2 separate regions of the Mus musculus genome follow, and region 1 is linked to region 2. Evidence: chromatin contacts called from public Hi-C data. All regions are on one chromosome and are shown on one strand. Each heading gives the region's core, a stretch centred on a gene start, on an enhancer-like site or on the middle of the called end of the contact. The rest is flanking DNA. Distances are from core to core; before and after follow the strand shown. Region 1 overlaps Gm34112 (a long non-coding RNA gene). Region 2 has its middle 71 kb from the start of 9430093N23Rik.

What was found. A called contact is a pair of places that touch in the nucleus more often than the background predicts.
Region 1: a Hi-C map of the N1E-115 cell line shows a contact between it and region 2, with 2.7 times the contacts expected there. The contact joins two enhancer-like sites. A contact is called at or near these places in 1 of 484 Hi-C or Micro-C datasets (the N1E-115 cell line) and 1 of 9 other capture datasets (embryonic stem cells).

What each region holds. Positions count from the first base shown.
Region 1 is chr2:169,473,059-169,478,014 of GRCm38.p6, reverse strand. All of the region lies in intron 2 of Gm34112 (a long non-coding RNA gene), which reads left to right. All of the region lies in intron 1 of Gm14249 (predicted gene 14249), which reads right to left. Among named protein-coding and RNA genes, the nearest start is that of Gm14249, 14 kb to the right of the region's middle. Within about 2 kb of position 2,729, at least 10 of the 459 cell types and tissues checked have an H3K27ac peak or open chromatin away from gene starts, as enhancers often do. A contact at or near this core is called in the N1E-115 cell line, where this site is marked.
Region 2 is chr2:169,160,702-169,166,216 of GRCm38.p6, reverse strand. No RefSeq gene overlaps it. Among named protein-coding and RNA genes, the nearest start is that of 9430093N23Rik, 71 kb to the left of the region's middle. Within about 2 kb of position 1,581, at least 1 of the 459 cell types and tissues checked has an H3K27ac peak or open chromatin away from gene starts, as enhancers often do. A contact at or near this core is called in the N1E-115 cell line, where this site is marked.

The DNA of each region.
Region 1 (4,956 bases), core at 1,480-3,979, 310 kb before region 2:
GTGTGCCCACGCACGTGCATGTAGAGACCAGAGACCAGTCTCAGGCATCATTCACCAGGAGCCCTCCACCTTGTGTTTTGAAGCAAGATCTCCCTTTAGCATAAGGGTCACCATTTAGGCTTGACTAGCTAGGGAGTGAGGCCCAGGGATCTGCCTGTCTGACTCCCTACCCCTCCTCCCAAGCTGGGGCTAAACGTTTTCAGCAACACAGCTTTCTTTTAACTGTGTTCTTGGCATTAATCTAGGGTATCTGTGCTTTTGTGGAAACCCCTCTACCAGTTGGGCTACATCCCCAGCTCCTAGTCCAGTCTCTTCTGAAATCGTCACTAGTTTGAGTTCTTCTTATGGCATTCATTTTGTTGTCTTATTTTCTAGATACTTTACTCTTTCAGATTTATACATTGTATTTTATGTCCATAAGCATTTTGCCTGTATGTATGTATGTATGTGTATGTATGTGTGTGTGTATTATGTAATGTGTTATGTGTGTCCCTGATTCCCACTGAGGTCAGACGAGGGCCCCGGATGGATCCTCTGCAACTGGAGTTCTGGTGGTTGTGATCAGCCACGCCCCCATCCTCTGCAGGAGCGGTACTAACCTCTATGCAGCAGAGTCTTTCTTAATAGAAATAGCTGTGAACCCAAGAAATTACAGCCTAATGCAGTAAAAAAAGAGCATTCGTGGGAACCTTAGTGAAGCCGAAGGCAGGTGTGTCTGTGTTTGCCCATGGGCAGACTACTAACGGTATCAAAGAGTGTGATAATTGACTTGGAGCTTTTCTCAGCCCTGAACCTACTGGCATCTTGCACTGGGTAATCTTTTGTTGAAAAGGCAGAGATACTGTGTACATCGTGAGGAAGTTAGCCTCCACCTTTTGGCCCCCATAGCACTAGGTCCACCACTCCACCACTACAACTAAAAATGTCACAGGGCACGATTAAGGCTTATCGAGGAATTAAATCTTCCTCGGGGGTGAAACCATCAGTTTAACCACCAAGGAGTAAGTTCAAGGAGTAAGGCTGAAGGTCTAACCCCTCTGCGTGCTGAAGGAACGTCATGCTTTGTGCACAGTGCTGCAGAAGGGCATAGAATGTGTCTTAATCCCTCTGTTCTCAGACCCAGGAGCCTACAGAGTGAGAATTTATCAGTGTGTTGTGACTAATCTCCATACAAGAGAATAGGTACTGTGCTCAGAGCCCCCAAATTCAGCTGGAGAATTTGGGAGACCCAAGCCCCACTCAAGGATTTAAAGAAGAGTTTCTGGAATGGGAGGAAAATTCAAGCAACTCCTATGAGCATGGTTGGTTGGTTTGTTTGCTTTTCTAGTTCTGAAAGTATAAATGAACCAAGTTGTTCTGTTTCAAAGAATTGGAAAAAGCAGTGTGTGCAGTCAAGCACGGTCACTGTCGCAGTGTTTAAAGTCTGGGTAGGGAGGAGAAATGGTCCAAATGTCCAGGTTAGGAGACTGGCTCATAAGAGGTGAGCTATCACATACATGTTAAAAGCATCAGTGTTCATTGTTATTTCTAATATTTCAGAATGTGTCTGAGATGTAAGTCTCAACCTCATTCAAGTCTCCAGCAACTAATTTAAGCTCCGAACTTCCTGTGGCCTTGTTTGAGGATGAACATCATGCCTAGGACTGTCTCACAGGGTACTCAGCTATGTCAAGTAAATTAATATACATAAAGAGGGCCTGAGACGATGTGAGGCGTGGTGCATATTACATTTGTCCATTAATATCACTCCATGCTTAAAGCACACACACACATACACACACATACAAACACACAGACACACACACACACAACTCAGAACAAAATGTGTCTATCATCTCTCTCTGCTAGAGGGAAATATTGCTTGAAATACTATAGTATCTCTCTCAAAATAGATACAAAAATGAGTTCCTGGAAACCTGTTGGCTGAGGCTAAAGACAGAGAGTAGAGGTCATTATTATTTTGTTCCAGTATGCATAATATGTTTTAATTGTAAAAGAATATGACAGTAATATTGTATAAAACATATTTCCTAAATCACTCTGAGGCAGATTTACTCGAGATATTATTAAGAAATCAAACACGATAACAGTTTTTGTTTTCCTCAGATGTGAGGAGCCCCGTGGTAGTGAGAAAGTCTGCACAGACTCCACTCCAAACACAGTAACAGGGACATCAGTGTGGAATTGGACCACGGCCTACAAAGGGAAAGAGGTCCCAGGTATTTTAAAAAGAATGGGCCAAAATGGAGCCAACACCATTTAAAAGGAAATAACAAAACCAAAATGTTTCAGATTATTAATATTTATAGCAGTTTAGTTTTAAAATAAACTTTTATTTTATTAGCATGCTGAACATCTTATTTAATAACTTCAATCCACTGACTATTTATGACTTGTAAAATTGTTACACAGAAAATAATTATATTTATGTAATATTAAATATTCCTAGATAAAATTAACAACATATCGGTTCCTTAATTTAATAAATATTATTTTAAGATATTAAATAGGTCAAATTTGATCCATAAAATATTTGTTAAAATTAGACTGTTTACCACTGTGACTCTGGCATGGTGACTTTGGAGTGGCCTCTGTTTCTTTATTTGTCACATACACTCCAGCCTTGAGAATGGAGGGAAGTGAACAGCAGGACCCAGCAGTGCATCATGGTAAACTATCAGCTCTATCCTGCAATAAATCCTCAGGGACCATTTGTTTCTCCTACAGACTGCTCCAGCCTCCCGTGCAGTGGGGGAATTGGTTACCAGCGAAGTAACACTTAGGCATAGGAGACACCTACTTTTCTTTCTTTTCTTTTCTTTTCTTTTCTTTTCTTTTCTTTTCTTTTCTTTTCTTTTCTTTTCTTTTCTTTTCTTTTCTAAGTTAGCCAAAGGAAAACAAAAGACCTACTATGTTACCAGCATTTTGAAACACAGTAACTGACAAAAGCATTTCCGACAGAAAACAAACCCCTCTAATTCCCCAGGAGACCAAATCACCGCACAGCTTTCCTTCCTCCAGAAGCATGCCCGGCAACTGTCCAGTGTTCTGTGATGACCAAGCAGCAGTCGCTCTGTGTCAGCCCTGTGAAAATCAGCCGTGCTAAGTTGATCAAGTCATGGTGGAGATGTCCAGCCAGAATGTAATTAGCACTGACAGGTACTGGGATTTTAAAAACCAAATCAGGAAAACCACATAAAACTACAGCCTAATGTAAAACCTCCTTGAGAGCTGGCGGGGAAGTGGACTGCGCGACCCATGGGGTCCCTGTTCCAGCTTTAATTGCTGTTATTCTCTGGGATGTGATATCTTAATCAGAAACAATAGCTTGTTTAATTGACTAAGATTGGGGGAGGGCTGCCACCTCTCAAAGATATCAGGACTGCACTCAGAGCAGATGAGCTCTGGGGTGAAATTAAGAGGACTCTTTAGACAGTGTGGCTCAGGGCATTGTGGGATTGCTGTGCAGCAGAGGGCTGGGACCTTCCTTATTTGAAGGATTTAAGAGCCTTGAGATGACGATTCTGCTCAGAGATGGCATTCAGAACACTCTCTGCAGGATTCTCTCTCTCTCTCTCTCTCTCTCTCTCCTCTCTCCCCATTGTGTGTGTGTGTGTGTGCACACGCGCACATGTGCGTGCATGCACACACAGGCATGCATATATGTATGTGTGGTATCTTCTCACTCTTTGTGTGGATGAATACACTCTTACATGCATGTGTAGAGGACAGAGAAAGAATGTTGCTGTCTTCCTCGTTGATCACTCTCCTTATTGTTCCTTTGAGACAGGTTCTCTCACTGAACTTGGAACAAGGCTGGCACTCAGCCAGCCCAGTAGACCCTCCTGTTTCTGCCCCAGACAGTGCTAGTGTTAGAGGTGCCTATAACCATTCCCTTTTTTAACTAGGGGGTCTGAAATCAGGTCTTCGTGCTTGTACAACAAGTACGGGGTCATCTCCTTAGATCCTGTGTCACCTTTTATTAGTCAGGTTGGATGATCTGTTTTGTAAAACTAAAAATGTTTGTTATTATAATTCATGTATATGGTGTCTCAGAGAAGTTTTCAAAGGACATTGACATATATTACTTTTATGTCTGGAATGATAAATGCTATGAAATAGAGTTTATCATCATCTGAAATGTTCAGACCTGATCGCTAAGCCAGAGGTGGTCCATTTTCCACAAGTCACCAGCACACAACAAAAAAACCCACCTGAAGAAGGAATAAGAAGGATTCTCTTTCGAAAACATATTCCCAGGGGACCCTAATGTCCTCACACATCTGTTAGGGATATTCTATGTAAACAAAACAGCATATCTGAGTTAATTCAGACCTGAGGTTGGTTGGAATCTTGGGAATGTGGAAAAATCTTCATCCATAAAACTCTTTTGTTGAGGGGGCTAAACATAACTTTCCCTGAGCTCAACTATGAAGTTGGAGTGTGTTTTAAGAGGTGAGCTCCTCAGACTGACTTCTGGGAGCCCCGCTGCCACCTGGGTAGTCCTGTAATCAGGGCACAGTTAGTAACTGGCCCTGAATGGCACTTCCTAACATATCCTGTCCATCTCTTTCCTCCATTCCAGCAGCTCCTCACCTGCCTGCCACGCCCCTAACAGCCCCTTCTCATCTTTTACTGTTTCCTCTCCATCCATGACTGCGGTCAGCACTCATGGATGGGCCATCAACATTCTTTTCACTCGGGAGTGTCAACATTGGGATGCATTGATTGGTTGCTGAGAAGTCCCTTAGGACTGTGCCGTGGCATTCCAGGCTTCCCTCTCCCTCTCCATGAAGCTTTTATGAGCCCAGGAGGCCCAAGTTGAGAACTCATAGAAGAGTTGCATCCAATAGTAGTAAATAAAGGAGATGGGGGTAAGACCAGGGTGGAGCTGAAGCCTCTGTGGACTCCTTTTGAGAGAATCAAGAGACCCCAACCACCCCAACTAGATGTCCC
Region 2 (5,515 bases), core at 332-2,831:
TTATTTGCACACCAGAAGCACTCCTTGCTTTACAAAGAGATCCTTCTAAATATTGAACTCCCGGGCGTGTTGAGCGTTTATAGATAAATCATTTGCCACATAACTGAGCAGCCTGCAGGCGTAGACACCTCAAGATGAAGTGTTATTAGGCAAGACCAATTGAAGATCAATCAGAAATTACAATAAGCATGGTGGTAATTACAACAAAAACTAATGGGAAGAATGATTCTCACAAAAGTTTACCAGACACCCAGGCTCACACACACACCTATAAAATGATACAATGGGGGGAAATCCATAAGAAGCTGCTTGCTTTGCTTTTTTCATTGATGCGGTTACGACATGAGAACATAATATTCAGTATTTCTTTGTCTAATCTTGGCTCCTGCTTGCTGTTTGAGTACTGTTGGCTTCTTAAAGATTACTTTTGCTCATGTATGTGTGTGTGGTGGTATATGGTCAAGAATGCGGGTGCCTACAGAAGCCCGAAGGAAGTGTCAGATCCCCTGGAGCTGGTGTTACAGGCAGTGGAGACACCCAGTGTTGATGCGGAGAATCGAACCCTAGTCCTCCGCAAGAGTAGCAAGCTCTCCTAACCGTAGAGCCATCCCAACAGCCCCCATTTGCGTATTTTCGCTTTTCAAATGGCACAAAAACAGCATGTCCCCTCAGCACGCCACGCTATTGGGCAAAGCATTTAAACTTTTGTGCCTGTGGAATTATTTTTTTAAGCCTTTTAGAAAAAGCTACTCATTAAAATGTAAGGCAGAGAAGCATCCAAGTTTTTTAACTTGAATGTTGAATTTGAAAAAAAAAATTACACAAAGCTTTTGGATTGAACATCGTGCTTTTAGCCTCTGACAACATGGCAAGCTTGCAGCGTTTCCTGGAAGGTTCTCCAAGGCTCCGAAACACCTGAAGGTTCCTCGCATGCTGAATGAGTTGGCAGGGAGGATGCTGGGGAAGGGAAAACACCAGAAGGGGGAAAGAAAGAGAGAGGGTATCTGCTAGATTAACCTACCAAAGATCAGATCCATTAGCGGGGACTTTATCGAGTCTAAAGCAGAGAATGCTTCGCCAGGATAATTAGCAATACTGGCTTTTAAAAGGGAAAGTCGGGAACTAAAGAGCAGGCTGCTGTTGAAATTAAAGATGGTATCTGAGCCATTTACAGCAATTTACGTCATAGCCACCGATACCATAAACACAGAGGTCAGGCGTCCATTCCTGGCTGTCTACGATGGGTCAGCTGTGAAAAGCCATGGAAAGCAGACTGCGCTGGGCGCAGATTGATGGGCGCCACGGTGACTGTGCTTTCAGAAATGTGGGTACATTTTCCATAGTCACTTGTGGCAGGGCAGCTGTGGCTCTAAAATGACAGCTTTCAGATTCCAGAAGAAGCCATGAATTCTACTCTTCATGTAGATATCCAAATACCCTGGCTTCTAAGCCCTGGCATATAGAATAAACTGGCAAGTCTCAATATATGTGCGCATGTGTGTGCAAGTACACGTGCTCCCACAGTGAACATCGTGATCCTGTGTGCATGCACGTGTGTACACACATGTGCAGACCAAAAGACCACGTCACATGTTCTTCCTTGTGAGGTGTCTTTCTTCTTTTTGTAACAGGATTTCTCACTGGCTCAGAGCAAGTGGACCAGATGCTGGCTGGCAAGCAAGCCCTCGGGATGGTCCTGCCTCTGCCTTCCCAGTGTGGGCATTGTGAAGATAGGCCTGACTTTGTTATGTGGGTCCAGGGGCTTGAACTCTGGTCCTCAAGCTTGTTGGACAAGCATGACACAAAATAAGTCATCATTCCAGCCCTGGAGTTAATTTTTAAACTACGAAAATTTTTAACTACTGTGTCACGCAAACAAAGCATAGCTGTAGGCAAGAATGACCCATATCTTACCTGATCCCACTTCTTGAATACCGCGAAGGGGGAGATGCCCTGGCATTCTCTGCGGGGCATAGAATTTAATAGCCTTGGCCTTGGGAGAGTCGTGAGGTTAAAGAACAGCCCTCAGGGCAAGAGAAAGGTTAGGAACCGTTCAGCTATACCCTCCATGCTCCCGAGGGCCAGACACTAATGTCTCCCTTCTCCCCTCCTCAGCCTCCACCTGACACCAGAGGGAAGCAGCTTGCAGTGTGCTGGCTTTCCATGTGGGGACTTGGGTTCGTAAACTCGAAGAGAATTCTTTTTTAATCTCCAGAGTTATCTTTGGCAAAAGAAATAAAGGTATCCCCTCTAGCTAGCTCTTGTCCCAGTTTCAAGTAGACAGATTCTTTTTTTTTTTCCCCACCAAAGAACAACCTAGTAAAGGAGGGCTAAGGGAAGGTGCTTGTCCTGCCTCAACCATGTTAAGTAAAACAAGAATCAGAGAATCAAAACGTGCCTCTGATAAACCCCAATCTTCCAGCCTCCCTTCCGGCTCCTTGACCTGGCAGATGTCGGGAGAAATCTGCCCGTCTGATAATTTTATCTGACTAGCATGAGGATTTTGTCTTGTTTTTAATTGACCCTTTGAAAGCATTGCACATACACACACACACACACACACACACACACACACACATGTTGGCTAAAACACCCCAGCATTCCCACCTGTCCCAGGGCCAGCAGAGCTCACGCGTGTGTTCCTCCTCTGTTCCGCCTCAGAAGGCATCTGTGTTGCTGCCGTGGCTGTCTTTGTGTCTCTGTGTTTCTCTATCCTACTTTTACTCCACTTTATGCAAAAGGAAACCAATCTCCAGATAAAATCCCCAGCAGTGGAAATGTGTCTAACTACAAAACTAGACCTACTCTGTGCAGCAGTGGAAATGTATCTAGATAGATAGATAGATAGATAGATAGACCATAGATACACAGATACAGACATAGATACAAGATACAAAGATATATAAATACACAGAAACATAAATACATAGAAAGATTGATACATACATACATAGAAAGATATATATAGATAGATAGATAGATACAAAGAAAGATACATATATAGACAGACAGATAGATGAATAGATAGATAGATAGATAGATAGATAGATAGATAGATAGATAGATGAATAGATAGATAGATAGATAGATAGATAGATAGATAGATAGATAGATAGATAGATAGGTGATAGACACATAAAATGCTAATAGATACATAGATATGCATAGATAGATAGATAGATAGATAGATAGATAGATAGATAGATAGATAGATAGATAGATAGATGGATGGATGGATGGAGATAGATAGATAGATAGATAGATAGATAGATAGATAGATAGATGGATGGATGGATGGATGGATGGATGGATGGATGGATGGATGGATGGATGGATAGATGGATGGATGGATGGATGGATGGATGGATGGATGGATGGATGGATGGATGGATAGATAGATAGATAGATAGATAGATAGATAGATAGATAGATAGATAGATAGATAGAGTCTGCTTTCACTAATTTAGCCCAGCACAACATATGTTAATATTGTCCTTTGGAGAGCCAGGTCACAGGTGTGGCAACTGTCCTCTTCCTGAATCTCATAACCACACCAAGCTGAGTTTGCTGACTCCATATTGAAATACATGGTAACTCCAGCCTTTGCTCACCATCCTCACTGTCCAGCCGCCGTGACACAAGGCTAAATCAGCAGTGACTCTTGATTTCCCACTTCTGCCCTTTGCTCTATTTCCCCCCCCCCAACCTCCAACTTAACCATGAAACATAGACACTTGCATCCTGTGGCTCTGACCCTCAACCTCCTCCCATGACTTCCTTCTTGCCTGAAATGAAGCTCTTGCACCACGTCTCGCTCTTGCTTGGATCCCGCCATGCCCACATGCACACCACGCCTCATCTCTTCCCACTTTGGCATTTGACTGTTTACAGTTCATGTTGCCTGGTATTCTCTTCGTAGAGGACTACTTGCATCAATGGGATCACTCCTGAAATTTCTATATAGAAGAGCAGAGACCACAATCCAACAGGTCCTATCATGAATTCTTTGCTGTCTCCTTTTTTGTTGTTGTTGTTTGTTTCCCAGGAGGGCAGTCCCACGGGAATGAAAATATCATGTATTTGTTGAATAGGCAAATACTGGAATTTGGTGGCTCTGTGGTTAATTTTCTCTGTCTATACTGGCTAATTTTCATTGTCAACCTGACTGGATTTTAGGATCACGAAAAGAGGAATTCTCCTGAGTAAACTGTCTATGAGCATGTTCCTGGAGAACTCCAACCTGAGAGGGGAGACATTCCCAGAACGTGGATGGCACCAACTCCGGATCTGACTTCCCAGCCTGAATAGAAAGAAACGTGCTAAGCACCAGCATTAATCTCTCTGCCTCCTGACTACAGACATGATGTGGCCCGGTGCCAGGACGCCATGCCCTCCCTGCCTAGCTGGGAAGTGATTAGGAACGAGGGACTTGGAGCCATGTTGTATTTATTTCCGCCCTGGCTAGGGTCAGCACTGCTCTTTGGACACAAAGACTGAAGTCTCCCCCTTCAGGGCTACAAAGCAGAAATGCCAAACATCTCTCTAAAATGGTCAAGATTTGGGATGGGAAGGGTCGCTGTGACAAAAACAACCAGGAAGCAGCAGACTTCAAAACCATAACGTGGCTAGGAGTCAAGCCCAGGAGTGTTTTACCTGCTGTCGGAAGCCAGGGCTGACATGCAAGTAAGGTGTAAATATCATGTTAGGAGAGGACGGGGACTCAGCACCATGCCCTAGGATTCTCAGACATCAGTGGGATTTCTAAAGTGACTTCAGAGATTATTTTTATCACTATAGGGAAAGATGACTTTCCAAGCTCCTGGTCCATCACATGTGCTTGAAGAGGGAACGTTAATAAGGCCGGCAAAGACTTTGTCTTTATAGTCGTTCAAGGGAAGACAGATATCGAGGTGAATAGCCCATCAGAACAATCAAGGGAAACTCATTTCTTTCCATCCTTTAGAGTTTCCCATAATGCACCATGATCCCAGGGTACATGCAGAGGAAAAAAAAATATGCCTGTAAAAAGGGCTTTTAAACTTTTAGTTGTTTGCAGAATATTAGCAACACTATAAAAAGTTTATGTTAATTAATGCTGCATTTTAATAGATTTCCTGGAAGTTTGTAACTGTATACTATAAAGGCTTTCAAAATAATGTATTATCCAGTGGTTGTCATAAACCCCAAAGCAGCTCAAATATGCCTTTTATGTCTCTATAACTTCCCCCAAAGTTACAGTATTTAAAAGATTCAAACGCAGAAATAAAAAGAAAAAAAAATTCCCTACCAGGGGATATTTTAAATTTTTATCTCTCTCATCATGATCAATCTAATTTCCCGGCCGTGCTGTAGTTATCTTTCCTGAGAGAAAAAAAATCCATCCACACATCTCATCCCACTGAGCTAGACAGACCTCCTCAAGGACAGGGGTGAGCCAGAGGAACTGGCTTCCTCTGCACCCACCAAGCCCCCCTCCAGACGAACATTCTTCATGAAGACAATGGTTCCTGGGGCT